Linked DNA regions of Bos taurus: region 2 is linked to region 1. Evidence: chromatin contacts called from public Hi-C data. All regions are on one chromosome and are shown on one strand. The core of a region is the stretch at or near the end of the contact, and the rest is flanking DNA. Distances in the headings are between cores, read along the strand shown.

Evidence for each region. Hi-C and Micro-C count contacts between places; a contact is called where the count stands out from the background.
Region 2: a contact with region 1 is called in a Hi-C map of liver, with 2.9 times the contacts expected there. The contact joins two enhancer-like sites. A contact is called at or near these places in 2 of 11 Hi-C or Micro-C datasets (liver and skeletal muscle).

Annotation. Positions count from the first base shown.
Region 1 is chr9:98,675,524-98,681,908 of ARS-UCD2.0, reverse strand. All of the region lies in intron 4 of PACRG (parkin coregulated), which reads right to left. Among named protein-coding and RNA genes, the nearest start is that of QKI, 140 kb to the left of the region's middle. Within about 2 kb of position 1,623, at least 58 of the 102 cell types and tissues checked have an H3K27ac peak or open chromatin away from gene starts, as enhancers often do. A contact at or near this core is called in liver and skeletal muscle, where this site is marked.
Region 2 is chr9:98,807,743-98,813,688 of ARS-UCD2.0, reverse strand. No RefSeq gene overlaps it. Among named protein-coding and RNA genes, the nearest start is that of QKI, 10 kb to the left of the region's middle. Within about 2 kb of position 3,163, at least 14 of the 102 cell types and tissues checked have an H3K27ac peak or open chromatin away from gene starts, as enhancers often do. A contact at or near this core is called in liver and skeletal muscle, where this site is marked.

The DNA of each region.
Region 1 (6,385 bases), core at 374-2,873:
AATTAACATGCTATATTTTCTTATAGATCAACTAAATTTCTTATCTTTTAAAATTAATTTAAATGAATACTTTCCAAAGTAGCATATCAAAAATACCAACTTGTCTGTTAGTTATAAACACTTAAGAGGAGCAGTAATGTACACAAGTACTTCCCAGGTGGCTCAGTGGTAAAGAATCTGCCTGCCAACGCAGGAGCCCCAGGTTTGATACCTGGGTTGGGAAGATCCCCTGGAGAAAGGAATGGCAACCCATTTCAGTATTCTTGCTTGGAGAATCCCATGGACAGAGGAGGCTGGTGGGCTACAAGCTATGGGGTCACAAAGAGTCAGGCATGTGCTTAGTCGTTTCAGTCATGTCCGACTCTCTGCGACCTTATGGACCATAGACTGCCAGGCTCCTCTGTCCATGGGATTCTCCAGGCAGGAATACTGGAGTGGGTGGCCACTCCCTTCTCCAAATCTGATCTGAGACAAGCCAAAATGACCGCCACAAGAAGGACACTGGAATGAGTAACTAAAAGAAAAAACAAAACAATGTATATGAATGTTAGTTTCCTCTCCAACACCTGCTTACCCTGGTGAAGTACCAGAAAGTCAGCAGTGAGAAGAGAAAGACAGACTACGCTAATTTGGAATCAGTAGTAATATATTAGGAACTGCGTTGAGCTTTGCTTGCTCAGCAAGTCTTTACTCACAAATGGGGTATATAGTTTAAGTGTGACATGGGATTTGCACGGTACTTTCTAAGAATAAACTATTTTTAAACCATAATAGTTTAGATCTGCACATATAAGAAGAGTTGATATGCAAAAATATACATTTTAATAGAACTTTTAAAGCAGGTTCTCTGTAATATTTCCTTTATAAAATCTGAATTAAATACTTCAAGGAACAAGCTACTGTTCAAACGCCGATGATCTAAGCTTTGCACTAATTGAAAACAGCTTATTGTAGAACGGGTGTGAAATATGATGACCCCACTGGATATATAAGGCCTGAAAAATACTTTCAGAAGTCAGGACTTCAAAGCAGAATACCTTCTGTTCTCATAGGTTGGCATACAGTAGGCATCAACGATTATTTGGTAAATAAGTGAGCCAAGATAAACCCTTCAGTTACAGAAGGCCCAGACGGTCCCTCTAGTGGGTGTGCAGGACGTTCAGGAAGTAGAAATGCTCCATTCCGGGCGGTACGGAGAGTGAAGCCAACAGCTTGCGGGAGGATGTGGTGGCCACTTTATCCCTGTGGTCACAGGGATAAAGCATGGTGATCTCCAGGCTGAAGACTTCTGCCAACCGTGCCTCACCAGGAGGGTGAAAGCCTCTGAAAGTGTGGCTCACGGAGGATTCCCCTCGCGGGGACCCATCCGCAGGGCTCCACTGCCTCTGCAAGCTTCCAGCCCAGCCACGGGTGCCCCTGGGACTTCAGTACTCTTGGGCTTTCTGAATGTCTGGTTCTCTGATCTGACCCTGGGCACGCGGCCTTCCCTGTGCCAGGCGCTTTCTGTTCCGGTTAGCCCTGGGGTGCAGGGCGAACTGTAACTGAGGGCAGGGAGGAGCGGTGTGCTGTTAAAATGTCCCGGCCTGGAGAACGGGGGATTGCCCCAGCCGCGTGGCTCCTGGGGGCGGCTGCAGCCGGAGCGTGGACCCCGGCCGCGGCCTGGCTGCTGGACCGGGCAAGTCACGGGGCCTGGGCGAGCCCAGGAACAGAGCAGCCGTCAGTCCACGCCACGGCTCTGAGAACTGAGAGGCAGGGCAAGGCAAACCCCCAGCAGACTGCTTGCACGGAGCAAATGATTAATCTGCATTAGGGAAAAGGAAGGTCACGGGAGCACGTGAGCGTTCAGAGGGCGCAGAAGCCTCTCTCAGCTCAGATGGTCGTTCGGCAGAGGCCCCGGCCTGCCCGGCACGCCTCTGACCTCGCCCCCAGCCACTCTGACGTCTCCCAGGCAACCGTCCGGCTCACTGCCCTAGAGTTCCGGCAGCGCGTCCACCACCATGATCAGCAAACGCAGATTCACAGCAGACAAGTTGCTCAACAGCCTCGAGCTGAACAGGATGGCGAAACACTAAACTGAGCCCATGTTACGCACGCCCCTCAGGTTTCACAAATTCCTAACCTGTGTTGCCTTTCCTCTTTATAAGCTATTTACCAGTATTAATTTTACTTGTAATCTTTGAAATCTAAATCTAGTTTCTGATTTTATATGTATTTTTTTTTACTGTTCTGAAAGAGTAGTTTGGACTTACTCCCGTTTTCCATTCATAAGCCTTATAGTGGATATTCCTAGCCATCTTGATAGCCTAGGTAAAAAGAAGTCACCAGTATGAGATATGTAAGAAGTTATGCTAGCTTTAATCAAAGACAACTGCTAATTCAATTAAATACAAATGACTTTATAGGAATGGGCCTATTACTTTTTTTTTTTTTTTCATGAAAAGATAATTGGAAAGTGATGACAGGATGATTTTAATGTTAAATAGAGACACACCAAATCCATTTCAATTTATGGATCAAATTATTATTTGCAGAAGTGAACTGTAGAGTAGTCAAAATATTATGATATTAATCTTTGACTTAGAAACAAGAAACTTTCTATTATGGTAAATGCTAAATATAACAATGTAGGTTTTTTTTTTTTTTTTAATCACTAACCTAAAATCTTGATGGAATTAACCTCAATCACCAACCTATCAACTAGCTACTTAGAAAATCAGTTGTTGTTTTATGGGAAAGTAGAAAAGTTTTCATGGGGCTTCCCCAGTGGCTCAGTGGTAAAGAATCCACCTGCAATGCAGGAGACTCAGGTTTGATCTCTGGGTCGGGAAGATCCCCTGGAGGAGGGCATGGCAACCCACTCCAGTATCCTTGCCTGGAGAATCCCATAGACAGAGGAGCCTAGCGGGCTACAGCCCATAAGTTCACACAGAGTTGAACACAACTGGTGACTGAGCATACAGGGAAGTTTTCACTGCTTAAAAAATTTAAGGAATTAACTTCATTTAGTCTATACCTAGAATGGAAATATTTAGAATTTCATGCAACTGGTTAGGTTAATAACAATAATGATACCGATAATATCTGTATCGCAGCACTGTGTGCTGCTCAGACTTCATGGTCAACCCTGAAGTATCTATTTACTACCTCACTGAATCCTCACGACGATCATATAAGGTAGAAGTGATGTTATCACTTTCCTTTCACTCTGTGCTTGGAGACTCTCTTGTCCTCCTTGGCTTCACTGGGGAGAGAAGCTTCTGTGGTCCGTGCCCGCCCCCACCGCCTGGTGGAAGGGAAGCCTTTGCATCCCTGAGAGGGCTCACGGGCAACACCTGGAACCATCAGCCTGGGGCTTCCCTTATCCAGGGAAAGGGACGGGGACCAGCTGGGTCTGTGAGTAGCCGATACAGCCTCCCCAGGGCCAGGACCAACCCCCCGCAGCTTCCTTACAAGCGCCCCAGGATGCCTGGTGTCTCTGTCTTTAGCCAGGAAATCACCTCCTACAGACCTCATTATATAGTCCACCCATTCACTCGGTGTCTGCATGAGTTCATTCACTCACCGATTCACTCATTCATTCATTCAGCAAGCATTTACTGGGAGCCTGCTGTTTGTGCTGAAGACACAGGCAAATACGGCTGAGCGCTGGCCCTCTAGGAACTTTCAGTTTAAAAGGAAATCACCGATAATTAGCCTGCGTGCGTGTCCTCAGTCACTCAGTCTTGACCGACTCTTTGCCACCCCATGGACTGTAGCCCTCCAGGCTACTTTGCCCATGGGATTTTTCAGGCAAGACTACTGGAACGGGGTTGCTAGTTCCTCCTCGGGGGCGGGAGGGGGGGATCTTCTAGCCTCAGTGATCGAACCTGCATCTCCTGCATCGGCAGGTGGGCTCTTTACTGCCGAGCCACTGGAAAGCCCTGATCACAGCAGATGCCACCATAAAGCGGCACACTCGTAGCTTTGGCTCTCTTCCTCAGCAGAGTTGCTGTCCCGGGGCTGGGTGCTGTGGCCGCCGCTCCGAGACGCTCAGGGTCGTGTCACCCCTGGCCTAGATTTCTTGCAAAAGAGACTGGTTTCCTAACCCCCTGCTCTTGCTGCTCCAACTCTTTCTTCACATAGACGCCAGATTCATTTTCGCAAATGTAGCTTCTCCCCTTGTCAATTGCATGCTTTCAGGAGCCGGGAGTCAACTGCCCGCCTCCCAGCACCACCATCACTTCGGTCACTGGCAGTTCCTACCAACCTACTCTGCCGGCCGATTGTCCAGTTCACCTTGAATGCGCCTTGCAAATTCCCGCAGCTTCCCTGACCTCAGATGCTCCTGTCAGCCAGATGAGCTCGTGTCCAGGGCCAGCTCAAGGCCTGCCCCAGGCAGCTTCCCCCCAGTCACCCCCAGGGACCTCTCTTGGCCTTAAATGACCTCAGCTGACACCGACGGGGGCCCAAGGCTCAAGCAGTGGCCGGTTTCCTGTCCGCAGCTGGACCCAGTGATGAAGTGCCAGGAGCATGGGGCTGGCACGGAGCAGCTGCCCAGTGAGTCTGGGGGACTCTCCTCTGCAGGGGCAGGATGCTGGCCGAGGGCACGCTCTGTATGGAAGCCTGCCTCGTCAAAAGGCAGGCATAAGCACGCATCTTTGAGAGTCGTTTCCTCTCACCAAAATCCTGAGAAGGGGGACTTTCAGAGGCCCAGGCTTCTGTAATTAGATCTCTGATTTGAGTACCAAGCTGCATTCCCCTGTGATGGGAGTGTAGGAGTTGAGGTCCAGGCATTTGGAGTCTGAACATTGCACCATCCGAGACTGTGGATAACCTGGGATGAGCTGCTTAGTTCCCTTGATTGTCAACTCCCTCGGCTATGAAAAGGAGCGGAGGGACACCTCCCAGGGGGCTGGGAGACTGATTCAGATCGCTCCTTTACACAAGAAAAACACTTCTGAAAATCGCAAAATGTTGACATTAACAGAAACTCCACAATCACGTCTGTTAGAGTGATGAATGAAGTCACAACCCAGCTTTCTCTTCGTGTTGGTTTTTGCTTCTGAGAAATAAGAGCTTCTTTATTTACCCAAGTGAGCAGTGCCCCTTATCTGGAAATATGTAAATCCATTTAAATTAATTTCCTGTAATACCACACAAAACAATGATCATATTAGTACCATTCATAATGTACTAATAACATTAACATAATTGCATTCAAATACGAAAATTGCTAGGTAATGGGCTTTTCATAAATGGTTTCAGTGAGAATGTCATTTTTTAACCTTAACTCTGGCTCTTCAGTTCCAGATAGTGCCAGAAAAAAATGGGTGCCCAATGTGAGAAAGTTTCCCAGAGGGGTGTGTGTGTATGTGTGTGTGTGTGCCTGGTTAGGAGAAACGATCAAAGAGTTTTGTCATCCAGATGAGAAGGGTTTGCCATGGTGACGTATTTTTGAGTATAATGGAGCTTTCGCTTGAGCTTCCTCTGGGGTGGGCTTCTTTCCTGGTGTGTGGTGGGCACCCTGGGCTGTCACGGGGATAGGCCCTTTCCGTGGAGGCAGCAGGCCTTCAAGGGCAGCTTTGCAGGCCAAAGCGCCTCCCCTGGGGAGCGAGGGCAGCCCTCCCGTTGGAGTCTGGTTGGCTGCCAGACTGTTGCAGAATTCTCCCTGGGCTCCTTGGGGCCTTGGCACAACCGCCGTGCCCATGCAAGTTGTGTCTGCAAGGCCTCATACAGCTCCGAGGGGAGGCAAAATGCCTGGCTCCCGGAGTAGAGTTAAAAAGCCCGACATCTGTCATACAGAGCAGAGTGTAAGTCAAAGGACAAACCCAAATCTCGTATGTCAAGGCGTGTACAGGGAATCTAGAGAAATGGGACTGATGATCCTATTTGCAGGGCAGGATTAGAGGCACAGACATAGAGGATGGACCTGCAGGAGAGGGAGGGATGAATTGAGAGAGGAGCATTGAAATGTATACATTCAGCTCAGTTCAGTCACTCAGTTGTGTCCAACTCTTTGTGACCCCATGAATCACAGCACGCCAGGCCTCCCTGTCCATCACCAACTCCCAGAGTTCACTCAAACTCATGTCCATTGAGTTCGTGATGCCATCCAACCATCTCATCCTCTGTCGTCCCCCTCTCCTCCCGCCTTCAGTCTTTCCCAGCATCAGGGTCTTTTCCAAAGAGTCAGCTCTTCGCATCGGGTGGCCAAAGGACTGGAGTTTCAGCTTCAGCATCAGTCCTTCCTTCCAGTGAACATTCAGGACTGATCTCCTTTAGGATTGGTAAAATAGATAGCTAGCAGGAATCTGCTGTGTCACACAGGGAGCTCAGCCCGGTGCTCTGTGACAACCTAGAGGAGTGGGAGGAGGGAGGTGGGAGGGAGACTCAAGAAGGAGGGGAT
Region 2 (5,946 bases), core at 1,914-4,413, 130 kb before region 1:
ACTGAACGGATACTGTGTAACTCCTAATCTCTGCATTAAGTTTTAAATAGCTCGTGTGAGTGAACATTTTAGGAGCATGGGAAGTGTGCCTACTCACATCCCAGCCGTTTAGTCAAATGCCATTATCCTTTACTGAAATTCAACTGATGGTAGACTAAATGTTCTGTTTTTCCAGAGTTTTTCTCTTCCGTATTGTATTTTCTTTTTTTTTTTTAACTTTACAATATTGTATTGGTTTTTGCCATATATCAACGTGAATCCACCACAGGTGTACACGTGTTCCCAATCCTGAACCCCCCTCCCACCTCCCTCCCCATACCATCCCTCTGGGTCATCCCAGTGCACCAGCCCCAAGCATCCTGTATCCTGAATCGAACCTGGACTGGCGATTCGTTTCTTATATTATACATGTTTCAATGCCATTCTCCCAAATCATCCCTTACCCAACAGAGTCCACATATTGTATCTTCTAAGCTCCCAGTGGGACCAGGGAGACAGAGGGCTGATGTTTACTGAATCCCTAGGGAGTGCCAAGCACTTCAGTTACTACCTCGCTAAGTCCATAGCAGCTCTGAACTGAGTCTTACCCCCACTTCATAGCGAAGAACCAGCAGCTCAGAGAGTTAACAAAATGACATGACTCATCACACAACAAGGGGACAATTCTGGGGACAATGTTCAAACCAGACCTTCCAAGTCCCAAGTGACTTCCTCCAGCACCCTGCTGCCCCCTCTTACAATATTCATGGCTAAAATGCTGTCGTCTTCTAACTCTGCCTGTCTTTTTTCAGTATTCTAACCAATAGTGATACTGAAGCTTTTTCAAACGTCAAGTTCTTCTGTCTAATTGAAATACTGCTGGTGTCACATAGAGAAAGGAATGCTGGGCTGGGTATAAAAAGGCTTTCTCAGTTGTAGCCGAAGGAGCTGTGTGGCACTGAAGGAGATGCTCAGTCCCTGAGAGTTGCACTGAGTGATCTTGGAAGTCTTTAGAAGTTCTGAAATCCTGTGACTCTGTATAAGGTGTTTTCATCCACATCCACAAGTATTTTGTTGTAATTTAATTTCTGTGCCTAGGATAACCCTGTGTACACATGGGTAGTCTCGCAACAGCAATAAAAATTGTATTTTAAAATCTTAGCTGTCCAATTTTGTACTCCTTGTTGAAATAAAATTATATGTATGGGTTTTTGTTTCCCTTAAACAATACAATGCATTTGACTGAAAGCCTTATTTTTATAATTTCCAAAGGGTTAAAACCAAATCTTCTCCTTTTTAAAAATCGTGTTACAACTTAATAAAAGCAGAACACTAAAAACTTGCATCTAGCGTTCCTAGTGGAAAACTTACACTAGGAGAACATAAAAATTCCTAGAGGGTAGACTTCAAGGCCTGTTGCTCTTTCTGCTTTTTAAATGCTTTACAAGTAATATCCTTTCAATAATTATTTGTTTGAATAAAATAAACAAACAAAAAGAAACACAGACATATTTGAGCTCCAGAGAAGGCAAGCAGCTGTTAATCTCCTCACACCCCAGAATAATTACCTAAGTAAACAGTAGCATCTGAAAATCCTTGCCCTTGGTGACCGAGGAAACAGAAGTACAGGGAGGGGCCACAGTGTCTGCCACTGTGGGAAGAGCTTTTGTAATGTGATGCAACGGTTCCTAGAGTGTGAGATGGTCTCAGTCTGCAAGAAACAGACTGCTTGGGACAATGGGCCCATAGCATCCACGGTCCCCTGAATCTGTGGTACCTCCTGATTTAATATTGAAGGACTTGTATAGCAATGATATTTTATCAGAGGCACTTTAACTTTATTTAGATGTAAAATTAAAAGCAATTATTCACAAAAAATTTTAATACACTAAAAAAAAAAAAGCAATTATTGGCAACATCGATATTCAGTACCCATTAGAGCGTAGTTACTGCTCTGAGCTCTTAGCCACACGACCGAGCCCTTCTCCCAGAACCCCCAAGAATCCCCGATCCTGACACCTGGCACCCTGCTCCCACCTGGCCAGCAGGCTCTGAGCTCATCTGCACACCTGCCATACCAGTTGTTAAAAACATTTTCAATATCATCTCTATTTGTGTCAGCTTATTTGGTTGTTTGCTTCACATCTTCATGTCCATTAAGCTTGAGTTTGCTAGTTTCTACTAACTGCACCTAAAATGGATAGTTCTTTTGTCTAAAATATGCATAAGTTCTTTGAGCACATATCCAAAATTAGAAGATTTCTAGAAATCATATTTACTGGGTTACAATGAAATACCAAAGTCTTCAGTCTTATTTTCTACTTTTCACCAAATAATGCTTGCAGAAACAGGTTTCCAGAGATTAAAAATGATGACTCATCCTCTTTATGGTGAACTCTTTATATTTCCCACCAAAGAAGTACGGCTGCCTGGCTTTCTCCCCAGTCCTATAGGGCCATTCACATACCCTGGCTAAACTGTCCAAAGTCAGGCTGATGATGACAGCATTTACTGTTTCCTAAATACTCTATTCAAATCCACGTGTAAAACTGTGTCTCAGCTCCCTTTTATAGATCTTCAAGGGCCACCAACTTGATTAACTGGCATTAATTACAGTGACATTTTCTTCATATCCACTGGCAGGAGGCATCATTTCTAGGTGGAAATAAAACATAGCGTAGTGAACTGAGTAACATGTTTTGTCCCCGAAGTTCTAAAACCAGTTTCTAGCTGCGTCTGGAATGAAGTGGGAGCAGGAAGTTGCCGGCCGGCTTGGTGGCACACAGTGGGCGGGGCTTCCGTCATCTCCCCATCCAGGTAATGCTGTCAGGAAGGCAGAGAGAATATAAGGAGGGAATCGAGAACACGAAACTGTTAAATTGTGAAATGAGGAAAGGGAAGAAAGACTCGGGTTCACGGGGTTCAGAGGCACTCTCATAAGCTGTCCCATCAGTGGACAGGCCAGCAGTGATCCACCACCCACCCTGGGGACCAGCCTCCTCTCCAGCCGCCTGGCTGCTGGTGAGTGGAAGCCCCAGGGCCTTTCCTGCACCAGGCTCCTTGACCTCCAGGACCGATGGCCGGACTTGACTTTCTCCTCCCCCGCAGCTGACCAGGTCTCTGCATTTCAGCCTGTGTAGGGCCTGATTCCAGGAAGGCATGCTTTCACTTAATCACCACGGCCTGGCCACTCAGCTGGAGCTTCAGAGCGGACACCAAGCAGAATGGGAGGAGCTGGCCATCTCCCTGTCTGGGCTGTGAGCTCCGGGCCTGGTGGGGGTATAGAGGCCTTTCATCTCTAGACCCAAGACGATGCCAGTGGGGGCCTGAGAAGTACTTCCTTCTTCACAGTGAACATACGAAATCACAATACCTTGCCCGGCCATGGAGTGACCTGCCGAGCCACGGGAACGCTCTTCTCACGGATGATTTGGAGGAATTCTTTCACCCCTATGCAGTGCAACACGCCCCAGAACATTCAGCCTGAAGTTTGCCAGCCCTTAGAGGAGGCAGCTGAGGACAGGCGTCTAGACCAGGAGCCGAGGACGTCCTGGCACTTAGCAGCGACTACGTCAGCTGCCTCGGACTCTCTTCTCCCCTGTAAAAGCGGACCGTGGAACCCAGGGAAGTTGTCAGGATTCTGTGAAGGACTGAAGGGCCTAGCAGAGTCCCAAGAGCACAGGAAGCTGTCAATAAATAGCACCACCTTAAAACCTGAGCAGAGTAAGGTCTAGATTTAGCTCTTATTTATCCATGCACATGTGTCTCGGAATGTGTGTCAGTATCTCCGTGCACGTTGAAACTGTATCTGCAAAGCTCAAAAGTCGTCGGTCACCAGTTTCCTGTCACTTCCCATTGCACAAAACTGTTTCCTGTTCCCAGGACTGCTGACACTAGGGAGCAAAAGGACAAATAACCTGACGCAAAGGAGCCTTGATCCCCGGCTGCCTGGGTTGTCAGCTGCAAGCCGGGAGATCCAGAGCTGGCCCGGGGCCTCCATGCTCTCCCAGACCTGGTAGAAACAGCCCTGCAGCAGTAGGGCAGATGGGGGAGAAGAGGCGCTGTCCCCTCCCACCCTGTCTCCGGGTCCCCCCCAGGCTGGAGTTAGAGGAGGGACCTGGGAAGATCCTGCCTTTTGGCGGGAAAGTGCAGGAGCTCCCACGGTACCTGCAGCAACCTCCATTCCACTGACAGTTGAGGGCTGGCCCAGGGCTTAAAATGTGAGGTCTGGGCAACTGTTGGGATGCACGGGGCCAGGTCAGGGGCTTTCTCCGGTGCCCAGCATGGGTGGCTCGAACCAGCAGGCACAGCTGAGTGAAGGAGTAGGGGCGTCTGCCCCACCCTCCCGCTAAGCAAAACCATGCTTCCTTATGTCCCAGCAGACATCGCTAAGCAAAGCAATGAATACCACCCTCGTTATTTAAATCAGACATCAAGGGCAAAAAAAAAAATAGTTCATGTTTTGAGGAACTTAAAATCGCCAAGTAGGGTGGGAGGAGGCAAACACTCACAGGTGGCCACTGCAAGCCAGTCTATTCGATCACACTTGAAGCAACTGGAAGACCGTGGCAGCACTGGGTTCCCGGAGGTGCACTTGACCTCTGCAAGTGAACCTCCAGGAGCCTCAGCATCAGCCAGACTAGATCTCTGAGACCAGGATGTCCACTGCCCTGGGATCTGTAGGACTTCCCTGGCGGCTCAGAGAGTAAAGAAGCTGCCTGCAATGCAGGAGGCTTGGATTCGATCCCTGGGTCGGGAAGATCCCCTGGAGAAGGGCATGGCAACCAGCTCCAGTATTCTTGCCTGGAGAATCCCATGGATCAGTCACCTTCACTCAGCCCCAGGCTGTGTGTATAGCCTCGAAGCAGTTTACCAGTGGAGCGAACACTTTCTCTTAAGAGGTTTTCAGGGTAGCCTAATGTAGCCAAATGGTTTCCAGCGCATCATTTCAGAGTGAAGGCCAGGACACATGAATGAAGGTGGCTGAAAAAAGAATCTTTCAGATAGACAATGTTATAATTGTGAGTCTGGCTTCACAGTGAATCTCATGCCCCTTGTGATACTAATGCCGAACAAAATTTACATTTGCATCATCATGTTTTCTTATTACCAGGAGGGCCAGAGTTATTATCAATAGATTCCTAGGGGGTGTGAGTCAGTCTGAACTATAACTGGATCCCTGACGTTATAAGGGCTTGATAAGAATTTTCCTCTGGATATCTAGTTTTATAAAACTGGCTTATTGTAACTAGTATGCAACAATTATGCACTAAGCGAGGGTCAAGCTATAGACCACAGCAAAAAACTTAAGTCTCCTATTTTCAGACCAGACTTTCCCAAGGCAAAATCTCGACCACATCACTGAGCTGTCCTGCAGATGACACAGATCTGGGTTCAGGGCTCTCAGCCCTCTCTCCGGTGGGGCCCGTGCCCCATTCAGTCTCGAGTTCAATGTCTTGCCTTTCTGCCTGTGCCTTCTCTTGTTTTCTCTGTCATCTTGGGCAGAGGGTCACTTCCTGTCACCCCAGCCACCTGTCCACACGGTCTCAGAGGTGCCATGAGTTACTTTAATTGTGAAACTTGTTGGTAGGATGTCATAGAATCTTCTATTCGTGACTTAAGTTATGCATGTTGGCACCCTAATCTGTGCATCCCATAACTTTGTTCTCGGTGTCTATCATTGCATTTTCTAGATGGGAAACTCTGCTGGGTTTCCAACAAATATAGCTTTTTTTAAAAAAAAAAATCCTTAATGGAAGATTTGTCACTGTCATTGATCCTTCATTTGAACCGTCTTCAGGAGTCTCAACTTTGCACAGCATTCATTAACGACATCATTCTATAAAGGCAGGAAAGGGCACTGGCATGAGAAAGAAAAGAAACCGAGGAAACAACTTCCAAAAGGCAAATCTGCCAGGAAATGAGCTGAACAGCAGTTTTATTTTTCAAGTTCTAAACACAAAACTA